2 separate regions of the Mus musculus genome follow, and region 1 is linked to region 2. The links are chromatin contacts, called in public HiChIP or PLAC-seq maps. All regions are on one chromosome and are shown on one strand. Each heading gives the region's core, a stretch centred on a gene start, on an enhancer-like site or on the middle of the called end of the contact. The rest is flanking DNA. Distances are from core to core; before and after follow the strand shown.

Region 1 (4,295 bases), core at 1,616-4,115, 180 kb after region 2:
CATGGGATCCTGAAAAACATGATGGTATTGCTGAAAATGTCTCAGAATCTCTCTCTGGATTCCTGCCAGGTAATGTGCTTGCTTGCTCCTGTGGTATCTTTCATGTCCTTAGGAGGTCCTCACCAGAGCTGACAGTGCCTGCAACAGGCTCTTGCACCTCTAGCACTGTGAGCTAAATACATCTCTTTTCTTTATGAGTTCCTTTTCTGTTGCTGTGATAAAATACCCTAAGAAAAGTAATTCAGGGGAAAAAGAGTTTTATTTTGACTTATATAAGATTCAATGAGGATAAAGTTTTTTTTTTTTTTTTATAAAAAGGAAAGACAGAGACAGAGAAAGACACACACACACACACACACACACACACAGACAGACAGACAGACAGACAGACAGACAGACACACACACACACACACACACAAACACACACACACACACACACACACACACAGAATGTGAAAAGGGGGTAAGCTATAAAACCTCAAAGCCATTCTCAGTGACGTACTTCCTCCAGCAAGGCTCCATCTCCTGAGGATTACATAACCTCCTCAGACAGCACAGCCAACTGGGGGACAAGTGTCCAAACACATGAGCCTATGGGGACCTTTCTCATGCAAATCCCCACACTCAGCGTCCGGTGTTCTGCTTCAGCAATGAAAAGTGGATTGATATGCTGTCTAATCCCAACAGCCTAAAGTGCTAATTTAATTTAGGCTGTTCATTGCCATCGCCCCTTCCCCGTACATAGCCAGTCTTGCGAGTGTGTGTTTTTCCTACGAGTATAGTTTCAAAGCCTTTCTTCTACTCCAGAAGATATGGTGACCAAGGATGACTGATTTGTTCATCTTCCATTCCTGGAGCTAAGCATGCCTCTGATGAAGAGCAGGCTCTTTACAACTTGGGGTGTGTACTAGGGCATTTTCAAAGTGTCGAGTTTTATGAATTGTTTATTAAATTGTTTATTAAATTGAAAATAACAGTTGTAATACAATGTATACTTTGAAATATATGCTTAAATGTTGACAACCATGTGGATTCATTAATTTTTATATAGTCAAGATAAAGAACGGATAAATCACACCACTTCCTAAATTCCCTCACTCCTCCTGTCCTCACTTCTGAGTTCATACTCACTCCTTTTTCCTGGCCACTGAGGGCTTCCCTTTCTGGAATATCATACACATGGCATCAGCAAAATGCTGTCAATTCTCCATGTTGCTATAGGCATTAAGAATGTTCTCCAGCTGCAGAGATGGCTCAGTGGGAAAGAATGCCTGCTATGTAATCATGAGTGTTGTGTTTTATAAAAAGATAAGAGGGAAGGAATATGTTTGGTGTAGGTGTGTCAAGGTATGGGGTAAGGGGGTGCCTCTGTGAGCCCATGCTGAGGCATCCCTTCCCCCTGAGGGACCAGCCATACTGTCAGGACATGGGGAGTGGAATCAAGAGAAAGGCAGGGAGAGAGAGGGGAGGGGAAGGGGAGGGGAGGGGGAGAGGAGGGGGAGGGGAGGGGGAGGGGGAGGAGTAGAATCTGGCCATGAGCCTGTGGAGAGAGAGGGGTGAGGAGAATGGGGAGAGATAGGGTAAGGAGTGGGAACAAGAGCAAGAGAGCAAGAGCCAGAGGAGGGGGCAAGCAACCCCTACTATAGTGAGTCAGGCATACCTGGCTGTTGCCAGGTAACTGTGGGGGTGGAGCTTAAACTAAATGCCAACAATGAGGACCTGTGTTCAAATCCCGAGGATCCATGGTTATCGGTGTACCTGAGATGCCAGCACTTGGAGGAGGGTGGAGACAGGAGGGAAAAGCTGGGTGACTGAGCAACACATTGATGCTATCCTGTGGTTTCTGTGGACCACCTCCTATGTGCTCATAGAGATCAAACATAGACCTTGTACACACACACACACACACACACACACACACACACACACACACACACACGTGCACAAACTATAAGAATAGTGTTCCTTTTTCATTATTGAGAATTAGAGTTTTAAAGTTTGTTGAAAACAAAGGAACATAAACTCAGAAGAACATGTAGAGAGGCTCAGGGGACTTCATGACATTGCTCCATTCTCAAGGATGTGACACTTTTGCTCAGCATTTGAAGATGACGATTCTGTCCAGGGTCACATGACTAACAAAGAGAAGAAGTAGAATTTAAAGAAAGGGTTCTCAGCCAGACATGGTGGTACATACCTTTAGCCCCAGCACTTGGGAGGCAAAGGCAGCCAGATCTTTGTGAGTTCTAGGTCAGTCCTGTCTACAAAGCAAGTTCCAGGACACCTAGGGCTGTTATATGGGGAAAGCCTGTCTTGAAAACCAAATAACAACACAAATACATAAATAAATAAAAGAAGTGCCTTCAATGAGAAATGGCATTTTCTTTCCACACTACCACTCTGCTGCTCAAGCTTACATCTCTGGTCCACGTTTCTTGATGCTCCTTCTGCCAATAGATCCAAAAACATTCACCCATTTGCATTTCTTTTGAATGCTTCAGCACGTTACACACCTCTCTTGACGCTTTGTAATGTGAAGTAACATTTCTGTGTCTTGAAGTTGTAAAGTAATTGGCAAATACAAATGGCTGGTATGGTTTAGACCCGGAGACTGACCTGAGAGGCCAAGGAGGAAACTCGAAGAAGGTGATTTGGAACCTGTGTGGACTGAGAGCTGAGGTCCCAGTGCCTTTGAAATGAAGGTGGAGGGAAGGAGTGGAGGCCCCTGAGCAAACCAAATCAAATTAGTTCAAAGAGGAGGAAATGACTTTCCCAGTTGATATACTGATGAGGTGGCAAGGGCATGGTAAACACTCCTCTTTTCAAATGGCCGCGTGTCATTTCCTCAAGATGAAATCACCACAGCAAGTTCTTGCAATGAGCTGGCTGGCATTTTCGGCAGAAAATTTAAAGCTATAGTGCTCTGTCCCCACGTTCTAAGTTTAGCTCATCCCTTGTCAAGATAGAAAGCATGGTGTAGAACGGTGCCCTGTCGCCCCAGACATACCTGCAAAATTGGATGTCCTGCTTCAGAGATTTTTAGAGCTGTTGGCTTTATGATGTGGCTCTTATTCATCCTGTAGGCCAGCCTTCTAGGAGAGAGGGCTCAGAGCATTTGGGCTGCCCTGAATTTGCTTGGTGCTTAGGGTTTTATTAGATGGCATTGTGTGTGTCTGTCTTCCTTCACTGGTGCAGCTTTTAGCTCACTAGACTCAGAACTCTCTAAAGAGAGAGCTGAGTCTCATTAAGCCCATGTTGTGCGAGCTTCTCTTGGACAGGGATTTGTGTGAAGTGGGCATTTGAAGTGTTTCAGTAACGAGCAGCTGAAGTTTATCGATGAGTTATGGATTCATAGATTATGTCGGTCTTTTCTCACCTGTTCTCAACCTATTAGTTTATTTAGGATTAAAGTGGAAATAATTCAGTAAATATAAAGGTAAATAATTTTAAAATGTTAAAAATTCTTAGGCCGACATAACTAAAACAAAACCAAACGACCAAAAACTCTGCTATGTTTAGAATGACAGTACACACTCATAATCTCAATACTCAGAAGGCTGACACTGGAAGATTACAGCTTCAAAGCTAGCTCAGCTATCAAACAACAACAGCAGCAGCAGCAACAACAAGTAAAATAAAAGAATTACAAAATGAAAAGCAATGTTGTGTAAATTAGTTTTCCACCTGTATTGTCTACTGCTGTCCTAAATGTTGGGTTTATCATTCAGTCTGATTCTTTATACAAGAAATATAATTATAATTATATAATTAGAAATATATATATAGCTTGGTGGTAGTGGTGGTGCACACCTTTAATCCCAGCATCCAGGAGGCAGAAGCAGGTAAATCTCTGAGTTCAAGGTCAACCTGGTCTATAGAGTGAGTTCCAGGATGTCCAGGACTACACAGAAAAATACTCTCTTAAAAAAACCAACCAACCAACCAACCAACAAGCAAACAAACATATTACAATTAGAATGTATATAAATATATATTTACATGTAATTATATAATATATTATGCATAAATATATAATTAGAACATATAAATACATAATTAGAAATGTGTATATGTAAATTATATAATTAGAGTGTAATTAGAAAAACAATTGTACCTGGTGCTATTATGAAAACATTTCTTTTGTTGAGAAGGTAAGACAATAATTAGTTGATTTTTACAGCAACAATAACCATTACTGATAGACTGTGAGTCCAAAAGGGAGCTAATGTAAGATTAAACAGGCTCGTGTAATTAAAATATATTAGACTTTAAATACAAATTTTCCTGGATGGA
Region 2 (3,954 bases), core at 1,073-3,572:
AACACCCAATAGACAGCCGCGTACGCATATGACGTCATGATATCACCCTCTACAGATCGATTTCACAGGTTATCACAATGTCAGCCGTCTCAGCAGGATGCTAAAGAGAACATTTTGAGCAAGGTGGATATTTTATGGGTTTTGCTTAATTATTTAGAGTAGTTGGGCGTTATTGTCTTCACAGATGTAATTATCATCATGGGACTCACACTTTTCCTTGTGAACTTAGTTGTTTCCCCTTGGATTGGATTCTATAAAATGCAAGGCCTTCCCAAGGATTCATGCAGTCAAAGTATTTTTATATAGCAAGGCACTAAAGGAAGTTAATTTTATGCCTCTTATGGCGTTTGGGGTTTAAAATATTTAAAATTAGTTTCAAATGAGACAGTTTTTATTGTCAGTAACCAAAAGTGATGGTTTCCCTGGGGCTACTCTGCTGCGAAACCATTGCAAGGTGGTTGGAGAATGCAGATTAATGTCATTGAATCAGGGCTATTTGTTATCAGAGATTTAACCAAAAGCTCTAGGAGGCTTGCTCATTCATTCATTCATTCATTCATTCAATAAACATTCATGGTGATTTCCTAGGAACCCTTAATCTTCTAGGTGCTGGGTTTATAGGACCATGCAAAGCAGCTGGGCAGAAACCCGATCCTGTCCTTGCAGAGTTTAATTCCGCTCCCTGGCCAACTCCAGAAGGCATATGTAATTTATGTTGAGAAAAACATGCTTGGGGGCAGGGTGGGGAGGATCTGATTTTAGTTTTTCACCAAGAAAGTGATGTTTGAGCAGATGGTTTGGAAGTGGATGAGAGAACAGGCCACATAACTGTATTGATGCAGCGGGAAAAGACCCAGTGCAAAAGAGCCAGAGGTGGGGGAAAGCTGGGGCTTGCCAGATAAAATAAAGAATGCCCAGTCAAAGATGAACTTCACATAAACAATACAGAATTGTTCATGTAAGCGTCCTGTAATATAACACACTTATCCTAGAAAATTGCAAAGTTGTCTTGTATTCCTATCTCCTAAATTCGGCAAAGTTAGATATAATCATGGGAGTTAGGGGATTGAAGGGAGGAGAGTGGCTGAACCAGAGGTAGGACGCAGGAGGTGGAAAGAGATGAGGCAGGAGAGGTCTACAGGGGTGGAGTGAATGTGGAGGGGGTTTTAGGCCACTGTAAGAACGTGAGGACCAGTGGGACCACTCAATGGTTAAATAAAGATGCTTCCCACCAAGTCCAATGACCTGGGTTCGATCCTTACAACCCATGTGATAGAAAGAAAGAGCTAATTCTGGCAGGTTACCTCATGACCTCTACATGTATGCTGGGGCACATGCACAGACATATAAAACTTAAAAAAGGACCTTTCATTTTTTTTTTTTTCTCCAGCTGACATTCCTGGAGAGTTTGAGCTGAAAGTGTTTTGAAGTTTGGAAGCACCGGTAAGTCTGCTGTTTTGTATGAAGGACGACAGGCACGGAAGCAGGAAGATCAGGTGGGAGGTTATTGCAACCATTCATTTACAAGAGAGATGGATGGTGGGGGGCTAAGATATGATGGTCAAGGTATGGTCTAAATGGACACCCAAGGCATTTTCTGGAGGGCTGGGTGTGTGCCATTAAACAGAGTTGAGTTTGGAGAAGGTGGAATTGCCGTTCAATGAAGTGGGGGAGTGGGGCATTGCTTTTTATTTGGTAGTGGTGGGAGAGTAAGGGAGGAGGCATAGGTTGTTACATTTGACACAAGTCAGAGGCATTTAATAGCTAACTGGAAACATTAAGTTGGGATTTATGTTTGTGTGTGTGTGTTTCCCAAGTAGAAAAACCAAGAATTGCATCATTGTATCAGAGCAGAAAAGGAGATGGTAGAAAGGTTGAGGAATGGCAGTTAAGACTAGAGAAAGTAAGGTTTTTTATCCAGCACTGGATAAAAAGGACCGAGGACTGGGGCTATTCTAGGCGACAATGACAGGCAGTTGTCTGCAATTGTTGATCTCTTCTTTGAAGGCAGACAGGTCCCCCAGAGCCCTCAATGTGTAGAAGAGCTGAGCTGGATATTTCTCTCCAGGCTCTCAAGGGTTAAGGCTGGCTGAGTCACTCTGTTGCCACCTCTCCAATTCCCCTTTGTTAGTCTAGCATGGTGTGGCCAGGTTAAGCTGGGCCTCATAAAACGAGGCCCCTGTGGGAGCTACATTTGCTCCAGATGACCTCAGAAGAAAATGCAGCCCTCCCACAGAGGACTGAAATAAATACTTATCCTTGTGTTACCGTGCACAATGGCCGCCATTGGCTTGGGACTGTGATGTCAGTGAAGCCTATCCTGCCTGAGGCTGCTCAGCATAGCCTGCCAGGCCCAGGAGCTGAGCCTTTCCTCAGGGTTTGAACAGACTCTTAGTTCTTCCACTCAGGAGTTCAGCTGGCAGGATGTTAGCATCTGTGCCGCCCACTGCAGCCTGGCTTCTCCTCAAGGCACTTTCGAATTCTCCCACAGTTTCCTTCTTGAATTCATTTCCTGTCGGCTTCTGTGTTCTTGCCTCCCGTTCCTCTGTAGGTTCCATGTGGGCTGTTCCGCTCCTTGGTCATCTCTTGCTGAGCTACTTCCCTTATTGCTCCACCCACTTCATTTCTTACGATTTGTTCTATGATGAAATTTGTTCTGCATTTTAGCCTGACTCTTATTGCCAAAGCTCAGAATGGGTTGCTGTTCGCTCTTGGTGGGTTTTTGATTTCATGCAGGAAGCGATTGTATACATTCCTAATAATGAATCCTAGTTGGGACAAGTTGTGGCGCCTGTCTGTGTTGTCTGTGACCTCCGGTGGAGTGAGACACCATTAGTGTTTTGGTCGAGATTACCAAATGTTCTTCAGGACTTTCCCATTGGTGTTGGTTTGGAATGAGATCACGTGATCCAGCAATCGGATGTTGTAAGAGGCCTATAGGGTTCAAGTCACTTGGTGCAGGTTCTGTCATAATTCTGGGTCAGACAGTAGCCTCTTCTTTATGCCTATCACTATGGATTTCTTTAGCATGTTCCCCACCCCACCCCCCACCCCTGAGTGCCTGGTGAAGGGCCAGCTCTACTCTTTATTTCCTGATGTCTCAGTGATTGGCCCTTTTCTGATGTGTGATATGGGTAAATCTCCTTGCAAAGATGTGCAGTGCCCAGCCTTAGCTGCTCAGATGTGAATACAAGGCATCCCGAAACGCCAAAGGTTCCGCACAGCGTCATGCTCTAAGGAGCATGCGCTGATGCGGAGCATGCGCTTATGCTTGGGAATGCTAGGGTGATTGTCACAACCCTAATGCCTTTAAGGGGCCACTGTGAGGATTGTTTGTTAAAATTCTGGCGGAAGATGGGATGATCGTCTTGACTACAGTTCACAACAGAAGGTCAGAAGATGAATTGTAAGTGAGGCCCAGAATTCAATTGGCCCCTCTCAATGTGTGCTTGATGAGGTGTTTCGGTTGGAGCTTTTACTGGTCAAGCTTGAAAAGTCAATCTGTTCTCAAAGGTCACATTTCCCATATCGGGGAGCAAGGAAATAGGCTAGAAGCTGCTAGAATGTTTGTTGCTGTAGCTTCCCTTCTTTCTTATACAAGGGAAAGAAATAAAAAGATGTAGAGATGACACATGGGAACAAGACTTCTGTATTTTTCCCATCTGCAGTCTACTACGATTATTATGTACTCAGACACAAGGAAGAGGGACAGGAATTGATGTGACAACAAATATACAAGCCCATGGCTGCCAGATCTGCACCCAGTCCCTGGGGCCCACAGTGTGTAGTTAAAAGCTTGGAATTTGAAGGTGAATAGCCCTGGCTTCAATTCTGGTTTCTTCACTAATTAGCCTGATTCGTGGCAAGTTATATAAGCTAACTCATGATTGTTCATCTATTAGGAGCAATATCAAAATATTATTTCTCTAATATGATTACTGTGAGATTAGAAGA

What was found. HiChIP or PLAC-seq counts read pairs in DNA pulled down with a chosen protein or histone mark.
Region 1: a FOXA1 HiChIP or PLAC-seq map of pancreatic cancer cells shows a contact between it and region 2. The contact joins two enhancer-like sites. A contact is called at or near these places in 4 of 484 Hi-C or Micro-C datasets (cerebral cortex, conventional dendritic cells, nephron progenitors and 1 more) and 2 of 115 datasets of contacts at active chromatin or transcription factors (embryonic hindbrain and pancreatic cancer cells).

What each region holds. Positions count from the first base shown.
Region 1 is chr10:111,712,601-111,716,895 of GRCm38.p6, forward strand. All of the region lies in intron 2 of Gm30624 (a long non-coding RNA gene), which reads left to right. Among named protein-coding and RNA genes, the nearest start is that of Gm30624, 30 kb to the left of the region's middle. Within about 2 kb of position 2,866, at least 26 of the 459 cell types and tissues checked have an H3K27ac peak or open chromatin away from gene starts, as enhancers often do. A contact at or near this core is called in pancreatic cancer cells, where this site is marked.
Region 2 is chr10:111,537,644-111,541,597 of GRCm38.p6, forward strand. No RefSeq gene overlaps it. Among named protein-coding and RNA genes, the nearest start is that of Phlda1, 33 kb to the left of the region's middle. Within about 2 kb of position 2,323, at least 212 of the 459 cell types and tissues checked have an H3K27ac peak or open chromatin away from gene starts, as enhancers often do. A contact at or near this core is called in pancreatic cancer cells, where this site is marked.